Regions from separate parts of the Sus scrofa genome. Here all the other regions are linked to region 4. Evidence: chromatin contacts called from public HiChIP or PLAC-seq data. All regions are on one chromosome and are shown on one strand. The core of a region is the stretch at or near the end of the contact, and the rest is flanking DNA. Distances in the headings are between cores, read along the strand shown. Region 1 overlaps TLE3 (transducin-like enhancer protein 3). Region 2 overlaps TLE3 (transducin-like enhancer protein 3). Region 3 holds the start of TLE3 (transducin-like enhancer protein 3). Region 4 has its middle 210 kb from the start of TLE3.

What was found. HiChIP or PLAC-seq counts read pairs in DNA pulled down with a chosen protein or histone mark.
Region 1: a contact with region 4 is called in an H3K27ac HiChIP or PLAC-seq map of alveolar macrophages. The contact joins two enhancer-like sites. A contact is called at or near these places in 1 of 47 Hi-C or Micro-C datasets (embryonic fibroblasts) and 1 of 2 datasets of contacts at active chromatin or transcription factors (alveolar macrophages).
Region 2: an H3K27ac HiChIP or PLAC-seq map of alveolar macrophages shows a contact between it and region 4. The contact joins two enhancer-like sites. A contact is called at or near these places in 1 of 47 Hi-C or Micro-C datasets (embryonic fibroblasts) and 1 of 2 datasets of contacts at active chromatin or transcription factors (alveolar macrophages).
Region 3: an H3K27ac HiChIP or PLAC-seq map of alveolar macrophages shows a contact between it and region 4. The contact joins the promoter of TLE3 here to the enhancer-like site in region 4. A contact is called at or near these places in 2 of 5 promoter capture datasets (fetal liver and fetal skeletal muscle), 3 of 47 Hi-C or Micro-C datasets (embryonic fibroblasts, heart right ventricle and skeletal muscle) and 2 of 2 datasets of contacts at active chromatin or transcription factors (alveolar macrophages and skeletal muscle).

What each region holds. Positions count from the first base shown.
Region 1 is chr1:167,837,970-167,841,204 of Sscrofa11.1, forward strand. The region is part of intron 4 of TLE3 (transducin-like enhancer protein 3); the gene reads right to left. Among named protein-coding and RNA genes, the nearest start is that of TLE3, 16 kb to the right of the region's middle. Within about 2 kb of position 1,697, at least 2 of the 83 cell types and tissues checked have an H3K27ac peak or open chromatin away from gene starts, as enhancers often do. A contact at or near this core is called in alveolar macrophages, where this site is marked.
Region 2 is chr1:167,814,243-167,817,196 of Sscrofa11.1, forward strand. TLE3 (transducin-like enhancer protein 3) reads right to left here. Exons shown (of 20, transcript XM_021100790.1): 13 at 2,555-2,739; 14 at 1,726-1,802; 15 at 652-901; 16 at 35-282. Among named protein-coding and RNA genes, the nearest start is that of TLE3, 40 kb to the right of the region's middle. Within about 2 kb of position 1,534, at least 4 of the 83 cell types and tissues checked have an H3K27ac peak or open chromatin away from gene starts, as enhancers often do. A contact at or near this core is called in alveolar macrophages, where this site is marked.
Region 3 is chr1:167,854,430-167,857,625 of Sscrofa11.1, forward strand. TLE3 (transducin-like enhancer protein 3) reads right to left here and starts at 1,484. Exons shown (of 20, transcript XM_021100790.1): 1 at 404-1,484. The coding sequence starts at 427.
Region 4 is chr1:168,060,323-168,063,646 of Sscrofa11.1, forward strand. No RefSeq gene overlaps it. Among named protein-coding and RNA genes, the nearest start is that of TLE3, 210 kb to the left of the region's middle. Within about 2 kb of position 1,894, at least 11 of the 83 cell types and tissues checked have an H3K27ac peak or open chromatin away from gene starts, as enhancers often do. A contact at or near this core is called in alveolar macrophages and fetal liver, where this site is marked.

The DNA of each region.
Region 1 (3,235 bases), core at 447-2,946, 220 kb before region 4:
AAGATCCTAGGTTAGAAAACTCTTTTTGGCAATTCAGGGCACCGCCACCCTGTTACCGATAAGCTGGGGCTCTTGGGCTGGGCCTTCATCCTTCCCTCCATCCTGGTCCCACAAAACCACTGCCTTTGAGTCGGAGCCTCGGAAAGAGAAGCAGAGAGGAGGCGGAGGCTGGGTGGCGGGACGACGGCTTCCTTTGGAAAAAGGTGTTTGCGGAGCCGGGTGCTGCCTTTGAAAGTTCCTTTTCAAGTGTGGTTCAAAGAAGGCAGCTTTGCTGGTGGAAAAATATTGTGCCTCAGAAGGAACTCACCTACTCACCACAGACAGAGAAGTGTGTGCAGAGACCCTGCAAGCTCGAGATCCTGAGCTCCCGAGTGGACACTGGGAGGACCATCTGCCTCCATTGTGGTTGTTAGGCAAGTAAATGACGGAGTACAAAAGAGTTGGGGGGCGGGGGGGGGACTGGTGTCATTTCCCAAAGAGCAGTCTGTTCCACGCCCGTAGGTAACTCCTGTTCACACCATCACCTCCTTGTTAAAGCAGGGCCTCTGAACATCTTACTGTACACAGAGGGCAGTGGGACATTCTCAGAGTGCACTGCTCCAGCAACGCCCTAGCATTCACACTAACTGTTGTTCCCATCCCTTGGGCCTTTGACTCAGGACACTGAATGAAGGGAGATGGGACCGGCTCTCGGTCCACACCCTGGCAACCTCTTGCTCCCAGCCTGCAGCACCTGGCCAGTCTTTGACTTTTTTTTTTTTTGAAATTATTTAACTGACTGCTCAAGACACATCTGACAGCCACTTCCACCAGATTCTCTCCGGTATTTAGTTTTAAACTGCCCTGTCAGCTCTTCGAAAATGCACACATTTTAACCTCAGCCAGATAAAAACAAGGAGAGGGAGGAACCTGGCTGCTTTAAAGAGCATATCATGACCCCCTGCCACACAGAGGTGACCTGGCCTCTATTCCCAGCTCTGTCTCCAATCTCGCTGTGTGGCTTTGGGCCAAATCCCTTCCCTCCTCTGGGCTTCAATTTTGTTGTCTGCAAAACAGAGGGACAAAGTGGATAACTCGTAAGATCCCGGAGCCATCATTTAGAGTCTGAGAAGGCCAAACCCTCCTCAGTCGCTCTGTGACATGTCGATTGCTCCAGAAAGTTCAGTAAAACAGAGCACAGCATGAGTTTAAAGGACAAGCAGAGTAAGAGGCAAGGCATGGACGGATGCTGGGTGTGGGCTAAGCTGCAGCTGGCTGGGGTTCGGTCCCAAGGACCAGTCTTCATAGCATGGCCCGTTCAAGTGCATCCATCAGCCTAACTGAGCACTACAGAGCAGAGCAGGCAAGAGGGTCCTATCTGTGTCAAGCAGCTACTGTCCACGTTCCTTCTGTGATTCACAAGAAGCTTTCGACAGTGAGGCAAGGGCTCTTGAAGATGTTTCACTTGGCGGGAAGTAAGAGCAATTCCCCGTCTATGAGACAGCACAGGGGCTGCCATTAGGGTCCTGATTTCACTTCTCAAACAAGGATCTCTTCATGGCATAGTCAGCACAGCGTGCAGTGATTCTGGAGACCCGTTTGTGGATGTGCGTAAGAATGAGATGAGGAAAAGGGACCTATGTGAGACCTGAGTTACACTCCAAGCCATGTGGAAATGGTGGTTTTCCAGCCAGCTCTGTGACTGACATGTCATATGACCCACAGAAAGTCACATCCTGGTGGCAGGGCCTTGGGTTACTCCACTGTGCACTCCCTCATGTGTGTCTGGGGTGGACGCTTGGTCTGCTCCAGAGTTCTTTTTGTTGTTGTTGTTGTTGATTTGTCTTTGAGGGCCACACCCACAGCATATGGAGGTTCCCAGGCTAGGGATCCAATGAGAGCTGTAGCCGCCAGCTTATGCCAGAGCCACAGCAATGGGGGATCCGAGCCATGTCTGTGACCTAGACTATAGCTCACGGCAACGCCAGATCCTTAACCCACTGAGCGAGGCCAGGGATCGAACCCATGTCCTCATGGATGCCAGTTGGGTTTGTTAACTGTTGAGCCATGACGGGAACTCCTGTTCCGGGGTTCTTGAATTTGAATCAGGTTTTACCTGGCCCTCTGACACAAGTCCTCAGATATTCAAGGTGAGTCTGCCTCATCTTGAATTAAAATCACAGGGGCTCAGGGAGAGGCTGGGGCTGTGCAGGAGGAATCGCCAGCAACCAGGCACCACAGTCACCAGGCAATCAAATATAGGAAGAATCCAGAACAAGGCATCGGGGCAATTTTAAGTTAAAATATTCCATTGCATTTCCTAGGCAATTCTAAATTGATAGGCCCTTAACTATTGGACTACAAGATGAAATTCCTTGCCAGGCATTTTCTCCTGACTGAGCTAGCAGAGCACTGAAATAAAGCAAGTGGGTGTTTTGTTTTGTTTTGTTTTTTTTCCTTTTTAGGGCCGTACCCTGCAGCATATGGAAGTTCCCAAGCTAGGGGTCAAATTGGAGCTGCAGCTGCTGGCCTAAGTCACAGCCACAGCAACATGGATCTGAGCCACATCTGCAACCTACACCGCAGCTCCCGGCAACGCCAGATCCTTAACGCACTGAGTGGGGCCAGGGATGGAACCCACACCCTCATGGATACTATTCGGGTTTGTTACTGCTAAGCCACAATGGGAACTCTGCACATGGGTGTTTTATCGCCCGTGGGAAGGAAGCCCAGAGACAGGAAGGGTCGAGGCCTCCAGCAAAGGTTCCCAGGCCCCACTCCATCTCTGCCATGCAAAGGCTCTAGGGGAGAGCAGCTCCCCGGTGTTTTTAAGAAGGGGGTGAATAAATGACCCACTTAGCAGCCGGGAGATAATGACCCCTGCTCCTGGAGGGGCTGAGGACATTTACATCACCGATCACTCAGTGATAGGTGAGCCTCCTTAAAGGCCCTTTTAGCACTGACATATTGATCAAATTATATATAACTACAACGCCATTAAATATTTATGCTTCCGAGGAAGCCTGCTGAATTCTTTATGCCGGGAGGGCTGGGAACAAGAAAAGGCCCAACCCTGGTGTGACCCTGAGGATCTGTCTCGCTGGAGAGGAAAAGGGACACTGGCTGTAGCCCCCATCACACAGGGTAAGGATGGCAACGAGGATTCCTCCCGCTCCTGGGCAGAAGAAAGGCGAGGGGGTCGAGGAGCTGAGCGCCATCCCACATGCTCCCTGGAAGAAATCCGACTTCCTTTCCT
Region 2 (2,954 bases), core at 284-2,783, 250 kb before region 4:
AGAACAAGGACCCCTGCTCCCTCCCGCACCTCACCTGACCAGGGTCTGGTTGTGCAGGTCCCACACGGCGATGTTGCCATCACTACAGCAGGAGAAGCAGACTTTGGCATCGGGGCTGATGGCCAGGGCATAGCAGGCAGGAGCCGAGGACGTCAGCTCAGCCTTGATGCGGGGCGTGGGTGAGGCCAAGTCCCAGATGGTGAGCGTGCTGGCCTCGCCGCCCACGATGAGCGTCCGTCCATCAGGGAGCAGCTTGCAGGAGCGGATATAGTTGTCCCTGTTCTGGAGGGAGAAGGGGCAGTGCTCAGGGCCACCCAACCCCCTCCTCCCGGGGGCATCACATCCAGCAGCACCCTTATCACTTCTGCTCACTTCTTGCCCTTATTCACGGCAGTTCCAGGAAGCTGCCAGGCCATCTCCATTCCTCATTTATAACCTTGCAAACTTTCAGTCATCTCCTCGTAAGGCCCTGCAGGTCAGTATCATCTCCATTTACAGATGATGAAAGTGGGCCTCAGAGAGGTTTGCCGGTTTGCCCAATGTTGCCCAGCCAATACAGGGTCGAGCCCGGCCAGGTCGATGGGGGTGTGCCCCCGGCCCAGGTTGCCCTGCTCTCCTGGCTGGAGATGCCCAGAGCCCCAGGATCCTCACCAGACAGTCCAGCTGGGAGATGGGGCTCTTGCTGCCTGGCTGGCTGATGTCCCAGATCTTCACGCAGCCTTTGCCACCAGTGTAAACGTGCCGCGTGGGGTTGCTGATGGTCACAGCGCACACCACCTCCCCGTGGCTGAGTGTGTTGATCTGCCGGGCGTGCCTGGGGATGTTGGGGCCTGCCAGGGCGTCGTGGGGGAAGGGCACGGGCTGCATCTGCCCATCAGCACTCACGTGGAAAGAGTACGCTCTAGAAGGGGGAGAACCATCACTCCTGGCATCTCTAATCCTCTAACGGTTCCCAGGGGTTCTGCCTGGATTGACTGGTCCCACCCCCTGCCTCCAGGTGCTCCCTCCCCAGATCCTAGGGAAGCCGGTACCCTGGCCTCCTCCGTCTGGCTCTGCCAGGGTGGAGAGTGCTTCATAACCCTGCCTTGACCTCTACTCCTGCTTACCCAGCCTTGCTGCCAACCAGGTGGCTAACCCCACACTGCCTTGGGACAGCCTTTCCTACCAGCTACAGAATCCTTAACACAGGGATCCTGGAAACGATGCCGTCTGAATGCTTCCCCCCGTCGCCCAGGAGCCAGTGATATTAGGAAGGAAAATTGGCTCCTCAAATGAATCATCATCACTTGAACACATCGTCATCATCAAATGAATCATCATCAAATGAACACATCACAGCCGGGCCTGAGCGGGCATGGTCTGCCTACTGGTTTAGGTCACAGTGGGCACCAGCTGGGGGCGGAACCCCCGGGAGCCCCCAAGACGGGGGCATGGCACCAGCTCCATGGCATCTGGATGGGAGAGCCTGGCATCTGAAGTGTCCCTTCTCTCTCAGAGCCCAGGGACTACAGCCTCAACCCCAACCTCCCTCATTCCCTTTCAGAGGGAGCCTGGGGCTGAGCAGGAGTGTGGCCAGGCAGCCATTGCTGGCACTGCAGCCTGGCCTGGGGGCGCCTTTCCTGGGGGGGGTGGTCTCCCAGGGCAGGGAAGAAGTGGATGGGTGGTATGCTCACCCCCGCCCTCCCCAAGAAGCGTACAACAAATACAAATACAGCCAGAGCTTACGGTTTTCCACCAGGAATAGAGGCAAGGCTTGAGGGCAGGCCCGTGGCCCGCATGGGAGGGTGAGGGTCAAAGCCAACCTGTAAAGCAAGACAAGGCCCTCAGTGAGGGTGCCGCCACGCATCCCCCACCACACATGCCCCACCCCGCCTTCCTCCTGCACTGCTTCCCCCTCAGAACCTGAGGGGCAGCCAAGCAGAGCAGAGCCCCTTGTTCCAGAGAGAACACATGCCCAGGAGGGTCACGTGCCTTTCCCAGGACAATGGCAGGGACAGGGTGACAGTCCAGACCCTCAGACTCTGAACCAGGATCTTCCACCCCCACCCTCCGCTCGTTCTCCCTGTTCTGCAAGACAAGCTGATCCCTGTCCCCTCTCCTGGTGTCCCAGCAGGCCATGTAGAGAAGAGACCACCACCCCATGTTCAGGAGGTCAGGAGAGAAACTGCCCCTGCCAACCCAAGTGCTGAGCAGTAACAGCAGACACATCTTTGTGTACCTGGCAGCCCCATTTGCCAAGGAAACTCACCTCACTCACTGCGGGGATTCCCATTCCCACAGAGCCCAGAAAAACAGGTGTCAGCCTCGATTTCCACATGGAAAGGGAGGCTGTGTTGCATGAGGTCACAGGGTGACTAATGGGCAAGCAGGATGAGACCCAGGTTTGCTGAGCCCCAAGTGTGTGTTCCTGTCTTGTTTCTAATAAACAGTCTACCCGAAAGGCAGCGACGTGGTCACCAGGAAGGGCATCCCTAACCCACTCCAACTTCCCCATTCAGGGCCCGGTCCCCCCAAAAAAGGAGCCAAAAGGTCTACGTACAGCTCCAAAGCTCACCATTGGCGATCGGCCATAGGCGGCAGCAGCGGCAGCGGCAGCCGCGCTCATCTGGGGTGGGATGTTGTGCAGGCCGGCATAGGCGCTGGGGCTGGTGAGGGAGCCGTTCATCTCGTGGTGGCTCATCATGGCAAAGGGCGCAGCATAGGAGCTGGTGATGGAGATGGGTGTGCGCAAGGCAGAGGCTGCAAGGAGTTGGGCGTCAGCTGGGAGATGCTGTCAAGGGCAGTGGGCCCCATCCCTCCATCCAGGAAAACACCCAGGCCACCAGGTTGCCTCCTAGCCCAGCAGCCATACTTCCTGCGTTCTAAAGCTGTCTTCTCCAGGCAGTCCTCCCAGATGGAACCCACCAGCCCAAGAAGGTGTGAGTTGAGAGATGTGCCCACCTCTAGAGCAGGAC
Region 3 (3,196 bases), core at 234-2,733, 210 kb before region 4:
GTGGGGGGGAGATCTCTCCCTATTGGCCGCGGGGCTCCCATTCCTTTTTAGAAGGGGCACCCCTTCCCAAGTAAGACCCAGGTGGGGGAGACAGGCTGAGTGAGTTGGAAGACTTAGGCGAGGGGGCGGAGGACAGCGTGAAAACAAACAGTTCCCCGGGAACACTGGCAGCCCCCCCCAACCCCCCCGCCAATCGAGCGGAATTAACCTCCTCTCGCAACGGCGCCCCCCCATCCCATCCCCTTTGTGCGAGCGCGCGCGCGCGCACACACATACGCACAGACACACACACACCCCACACACACCATAAAGGTAGCAACAAGCAAAATGGAGGTGCCAGATAAACTGCCTCGTTTACCCTGCCATGATAGATGCTTAAATAAACCAAGTTGCAATTACTCACCGGATGTCTGCCTTGCGGATACATGGCAGGGAGGGGTCGTGATTCTGAGAGCGTAGAAACGCGGAGAGCTCGGGTCGGGGAGGTGCGGGGGAGGGGGGAGCCAAGACCGAGCGGGGGGCGGCCGGGAAACCGAGAGCTCGCCCCCGGCCCCCCCAGCCCGCTCTCGCAGCGAAATCCCAGAGTCAGGCGCCCGCCCCAAGCGGAGACAAAGAGCCGAGAAGCAGGCGGCAAAGTCGTCGGCGGGCACCGAGGCCGGGCGGTGGGCTTGGGCTTTGTGCACCTAGGGTTCGGCTGACTGAAGCCGGCCGCCTTCCCCCCACTGCCTGGAGCGCGTCAGAGCCGGAGACTGCGCGGACATCGTCGTCACCCCGGAGGGTCCGGCGCGGGGTCCCGAGGTCCGGGGCCCCTCCTGGGGCAAGCGCGGGCGCCCTCCGGATCACTCAGCGCGTCGCGCCGGGAGGGGGACGCGCCGGGGCAGTCCGAGCATCCAGGGCGTTCAGGTCCGATCCCAGGGGCAGCTCTCCGCGAGAAGAGGAAGAAGGCAAGCACCGAGGTGGCGGCTTGGGCCGCAGGAGCGCCGGAGGGTGAGGGCGGGAGCCCGGCGCGGGCGCTTCGACGCCCCCCCTTGGAGAGGAGAGCCTGCTGTTCAGTCTGCTTCTGTCGCCGCCGCCGCTGCGAGCCCTTCCCAGGGCCGAGGAGGAAACTCCGCGCTCAGGAGGTGGGAATCAACCGCCCTGGCATCCTAACTCCAGCAGGCACAGGAAACCGCCGCAAAAGGGTCCTCGCTGCTCCCAGCTCGAGGGCCGGGTCCCCAGCGAGGAGCGCTTGGCGCCGCCGCCGCCGCCGCCGCCTCCGAGCGCGCAAGCAGGAGAGCGCTGGAGGGGAGACGCAGCCCGAGACCGGGGACCTCTGCGGCTTCCTTCCTTCCCCTCGGCCCGGCTCTCCTCTCCGCTCCCCGACAATCCCCCCAGACGCGCGCGCGCGCGCGCGCGCACACACACACACACACACACCAAAAAAAAGTGCCCCGGACCTGCGGATACCACACACAGACAAGCGAGGGGGACGAGCACGAGGTCTGAACTGCCGCGAGAGCAGTTCCAAATAGGGACTGAAAAGTAACAAAATAATGTGGCAGCTTCGCCAGCCGCTAACCAATGGGAGCGCGGGGTCCCCACGTGGGGCTGTCGGACTCGGCCTGCGACTGGGCGCCGCCGGGCGCGACGTCACAATGCCCTCTTGTGTCTAAAACTATGCATGAAAAGTAGCAATCAGGCCCTACCCGCTGGTGACTTTCGCAGGGGAGTGAAAAACAGCGCTCCTCAGATCAGGAATTAACCGAAAGACATATAATAAATAGATATATATTATAGTACTGGGCTGCTAAGGATTTCCCCCCCCCCCGCTCTTTTTTCCCACGATCTACTAGCAAATAATTATTTGGCGGGAGGGGAAAGAGAGAAGACAGAAGAATAACAACAAAAGAAAAAAAAGACAAACTGTACAGTCCTCAAAACCTGTGGCTGGTAGTAATGTATCAGTTTATTCTGCAGAGGCGGCGAAGGATTCCTCCCTCTAATCTCATTAGGTCTGCAAAGCAGCCCAATTAGATACTATAAAACAAACAGAATCACTTTGTCACTTTAATGTTTTCACTTCACAAGATTTAGGACCGATAAAATGGTGGCTCCCGAAGTTGCCTGCCACCTTAAAAAAATTTTGCTCGGAACTGAGGGTGTCCCTTTCTTTTCCCCTTCTCCTGCCCTCCTACTCCCCCCACCCCAGGCCCCCAGCTTTTCTTCTTTGTTCATTCGTCCTTTTCAGAAAGCCAAATAAACAGCGTCTTTGATGTGCGGCGGCTGCCCGCGGGGAGAAGCCTAAGGAACTCTCCTTTGGCGGGCAGAGCAGATGGAAAGGCCCGACTGCCCGCGGACACTCGGGTCCTCCCGCGCTATCCCCACTCGGGGCTCCTTCCTGGTGGAGACGGCTACGCCCTCGCCGCAGCTGTTCATTGAGCGTCGGGGCCGGGGAAGCGGAATCGGGAATGCCGTGGCTGCTGGCCCCACCGCGGCCCGGGAGCTCCGAGTTCCGTCCCGGATTTCTCAGCTTGCTCCCGGCAGGGTCTTCGCGTCGGCGGAAGCCTGTGGAGGGGCGCGCGTGCAAGCCCGTAGGTGTCTCGGCCGCCAGCCTTGACGCCCTGGGAGGTGCAGACTCTCATCCGCCCCCGTGCGCTCCTCTTCCCACCCCCGCCGCCGCGCCTCCGGGACTCCCCGCGCGGTTGCACACTCGACTCTGGGTCCAGTTTGCCCGCAAACAGATAGCCTCGATCGCCTGCACTCGGGGTTACATCAGGGCAGACGGGCCGTGGGGACATGGGCCTCAAGCGGCTGGAAGGCTGGAGTGGCCGCGCCCCAGATCCCACGGGCACCGCCGAGTGGACGGGCCCAGGTGGGCCCTAGGTACCCCCCTTCCCAAGTATCTCCGCGGACCTGCACGAACCCCGGGGCCCGCGGTTGGCCCCGGATCTATATTTTCCCCTCATTAGGAGCTGGAGTTCGCTTTTGCATCTTAATGAGGAGCTGAGAACAAGCGGGCGCTCGGAGGCCGGTGCGTTGGGAGTTACACGTGAGCGCCCGCCTTGGAGTTGAACCTCCCTGCGCCCGCTCCGGCCGCCAGCCCCGAACCGCACTCCTCTCTTCATTTATTTATTTTCCTAAATAAAAACATAAATCGTGTGAGGCACGCACCGAAGAGGGGGGTGGGGAGAAGCCCGGCTCGACAGATGCGAGCATC
Region 4 (3,324 bases), core at 644-3,143:
TATAGTGCAATGTCAAAACCAGGGAAATGGTGTTGGTGCAATGTATGTGCATAGTTCTATCACTTTATCCTGTGCATACATTCATGTAATCACTGCCATCAAGATACAGTTTGATCATCTCAAAGATCAGCCTTCTGCTATTCTGTAGTCACACCTTTCCTCCCCTCAACTATCCCTTGTTCCTGGGAATCATCAATTTGTTCTCCGGCTCTGTGCTTTTGTTATTTCAAGACTATTACAAAAAAGGAAGAATGCAGCATGTGACCTTTAGAAACTGGGTGTGGTTTTTTTTTGCTCAAATGATGTCCTTGGGAGTCTCATATTATTACCTGCCTCGAAATTTCATTCACTTTGACTGCTGAGTAGTAGTCCATGGTATGAATATACAAAGTTTGTTTAACCGTTCACCTACAGAAGATATTTTAGTTGTTTCCAGTTTGAGGCTCTTACAAATAAAGCTGCTATGAAATTATGTACAGTAGAGATTTTTGTATGGACATGTTTTCATTTCTCTGGGCCAAGTGCCCAGAAGTGCAATTTCTGGGTCATATGGTAAGTGTATGTTTGGACTCTTAAGAAACGACCAGACTTTTCCGGAATGGCTGTGCTATTTTACATTTCCATTAGCAGTGTATGAGCATCCCAGTTTCTCTGCATTCTTGTCAGCATTAGTATTGTTAACTCTTTTTAATTTTAACCATTCTGATATGTGCGTAGTGATATCTCACTGCGGCTTTAATGTACATTTCCTTTTTAAATATATTTATTTAAAAAAATTTTATTGCCATAGAGTTGATTAGAATGCTGTGTTAGTTTCAGGAGTGCAGCAGAATGATTCAGTTACACACACATGTATATATCTATTCTTTTTTAGGCTCTTTTCCTTTATAGGTTATTATAAGATATTGAGTAGAGTTCCTTGTGCTCTAAGTATGCCCTTGTTCTTTATTTTATATATAGTAGTGTGTGTCTGTTAATCCCAGACTCCTAATTAATTCGCATTTCCTTAATGACTAATGGTGTTGAACATCTCTTCATGTGCTTATCTGCTATTGATACCTCCTCTTGGACATAATGTCTCTTCATGTCTTTTGCCCACTTTGGATTGTTTTCTTTCTTACTGGTTTTTTGGTTTGTTTGTTTGTTTTGTTTTTTGTCTTTTTAGGGCTGCACTCATTGCATGTGGAGGTTCCCAGGCTAGGGGTCTAATTAGAGATGTAGCTACCGGCCTACACCACAGCCACAGCAATATGGCATCCAAGCCGCATCTGTGACCTACACCACAGCTCGCCGGGTCCTTAATCCACTGAGCAAGGCCAGGGATCGAACACGAAACCTCATGGTTACTAGGGTTTGTTAACCACTGAGCCACGACAGGAACTCCTCTTTCTTACCGTTGAACTGAATTTGCTATGTATGAGTTGGAGTCCTTTATCAGATAAGTGGTTTGCAAAAATTTCCCCCTCATGATTCATTTTCATGCTCAAACCTTTGGACTTTTAAAAGAAATTTCTCATTTGCTCATCTGACAAGTTGTTTTCTAGGCCCTACTATCTGCTTTTTGGGCACTTGTCTAGGAGCTGGGAACAGGTAAGACAGGTAAGGCAGGGTCCCTGCCCATGAGGTGCTCACAGTCCAGTGTCCAGGAGTGGAACAGAGAACCAAAAAATCATATTATTTCAACACAACACAGTCAGTGGCATAAAGAGACATGGCTAGGGTGTGTGGGAACATCTGGGTGAGGAAGACAGGCCAGGGAAGATGGGTTAAGTCAGAAGGACACATCTGCTCCAGTGGGTGGGTGAGGAACCAGAGGCATTCTGAGCAGAAGCAAGAGCTTGTGCAGATATACTTGAGAAATGCAAAGTCATGGCAGCAGGGCTAGGAGGCCAGAGGGCACTGTGAGGCAAGGGCCTTGGGGAGTTTCTCGGAATTGGGTTGGCACCTTAGGAGGCACTGCCTGGTCGTGTGACCTTGGGCTAGTTAGTGAACTTCTCTCTGGCTCAGTTTTCTCATGGGCAAAATGAGCTTAGTAGTGTCTGCTTCCCAGAGACTCTGGGAGGAGAGAAAGAATGAACATGAAGCATCTAGACCAGGGTAGGATTAGGAGCTTGATGACACTGGCCTTGGAAAAGCCATTTGGAAAAAACCAGGCAGAATTGGCTTGCAGGTGGGGACTCCACAAAGTCCTGCCCTTCCTGAGGTCTCTTTCTTGGGTCCATCCCTAACATGTGTCTTCCCACCCGAGGGAAGGAACATACCTCGTCTATATGAGATCTCTTGCCCTGTGCTGGGACCAAGCCCTGGGTCCAAGGACAGCCTCCACCGATTCACTCATTCTTCCTTTGGCTCCTCCCAGCAACACCGAGACTTCCCTGGGCCACCAGCCTAGCAGTCTTTTTAATTCTCAGCAGCCTTTCTTGGAAGAGTTGCTTATCTTCAGTGTCTCCACTTCCTCGCCTGCCTCCCTGTCACTGTTGCACTTGGTGTGGTCTGGCTCCCCGCCATCCACACCCCAGGGACTTCCCTTGGGAGGTCATCGTGGCCTCTGTGACCCCGACAGACTACACTATCTCACTTGATCTCCCTGTAGCATCCCAGAAGGCTGACCACTTCCCTTCGAAGCCATTTTTCTGGTGTGGCTTTCAAGATGGTGGCCTTGCAGGATCCATTGGCAAGTTCCTGTCTCTGTCCCCACCTCTGACATGAGGGTCGTCCCCCAGCTTTCTGTCATTATGCTCCTTCCTGGTGCTTATCTGTCCCCTATCCAAGGCTTCCATCAGTTTCTTCAGTCTGAAGCCTCTTGGGTCTCTGTCCTAGCTCCAGACCTTCACACCCACCTGTCTGATCCCTAGCCATCTGTAACTCAAGCCCCATGTACATGCAATGGCTGTCAACCTCCTCCCCAGACCAGCTCCTCCTCTGCAGCATTCCATCTTTCACTGAACACAGTGTTGTCTTCCAGCTGTCGAGAACAGGGTGAGAAAATGCAGGGAAAGTGATGGCTGGAGAGGAAAGTGATGAGTCTGGTGTCCACTTATTCCCCAGGAGACAATGGGACAGGGAGGCCAGGGAGCGGCTGTCAATGTGTGGCTGGAGTTTGGGAGAGGGATCAGGGCAGGAGACATAATTTGCTGATGTTCCAGCTGAGCTGGGGGCAGACCTAAAGCCTGGCTGCAAAGCGCTGCCCTTTCCCAGGAGCCCCTCAGCCAGGGGGCCCTTAGAGGCTCAGGCCTTCCACCTCTAGGTGGGTGGGCTTGGGGTAAAAATTATCTACAACGGTAGAGAAGGAAGGAAGGGATCTTCTTTCTTAAGCAAGAGGAA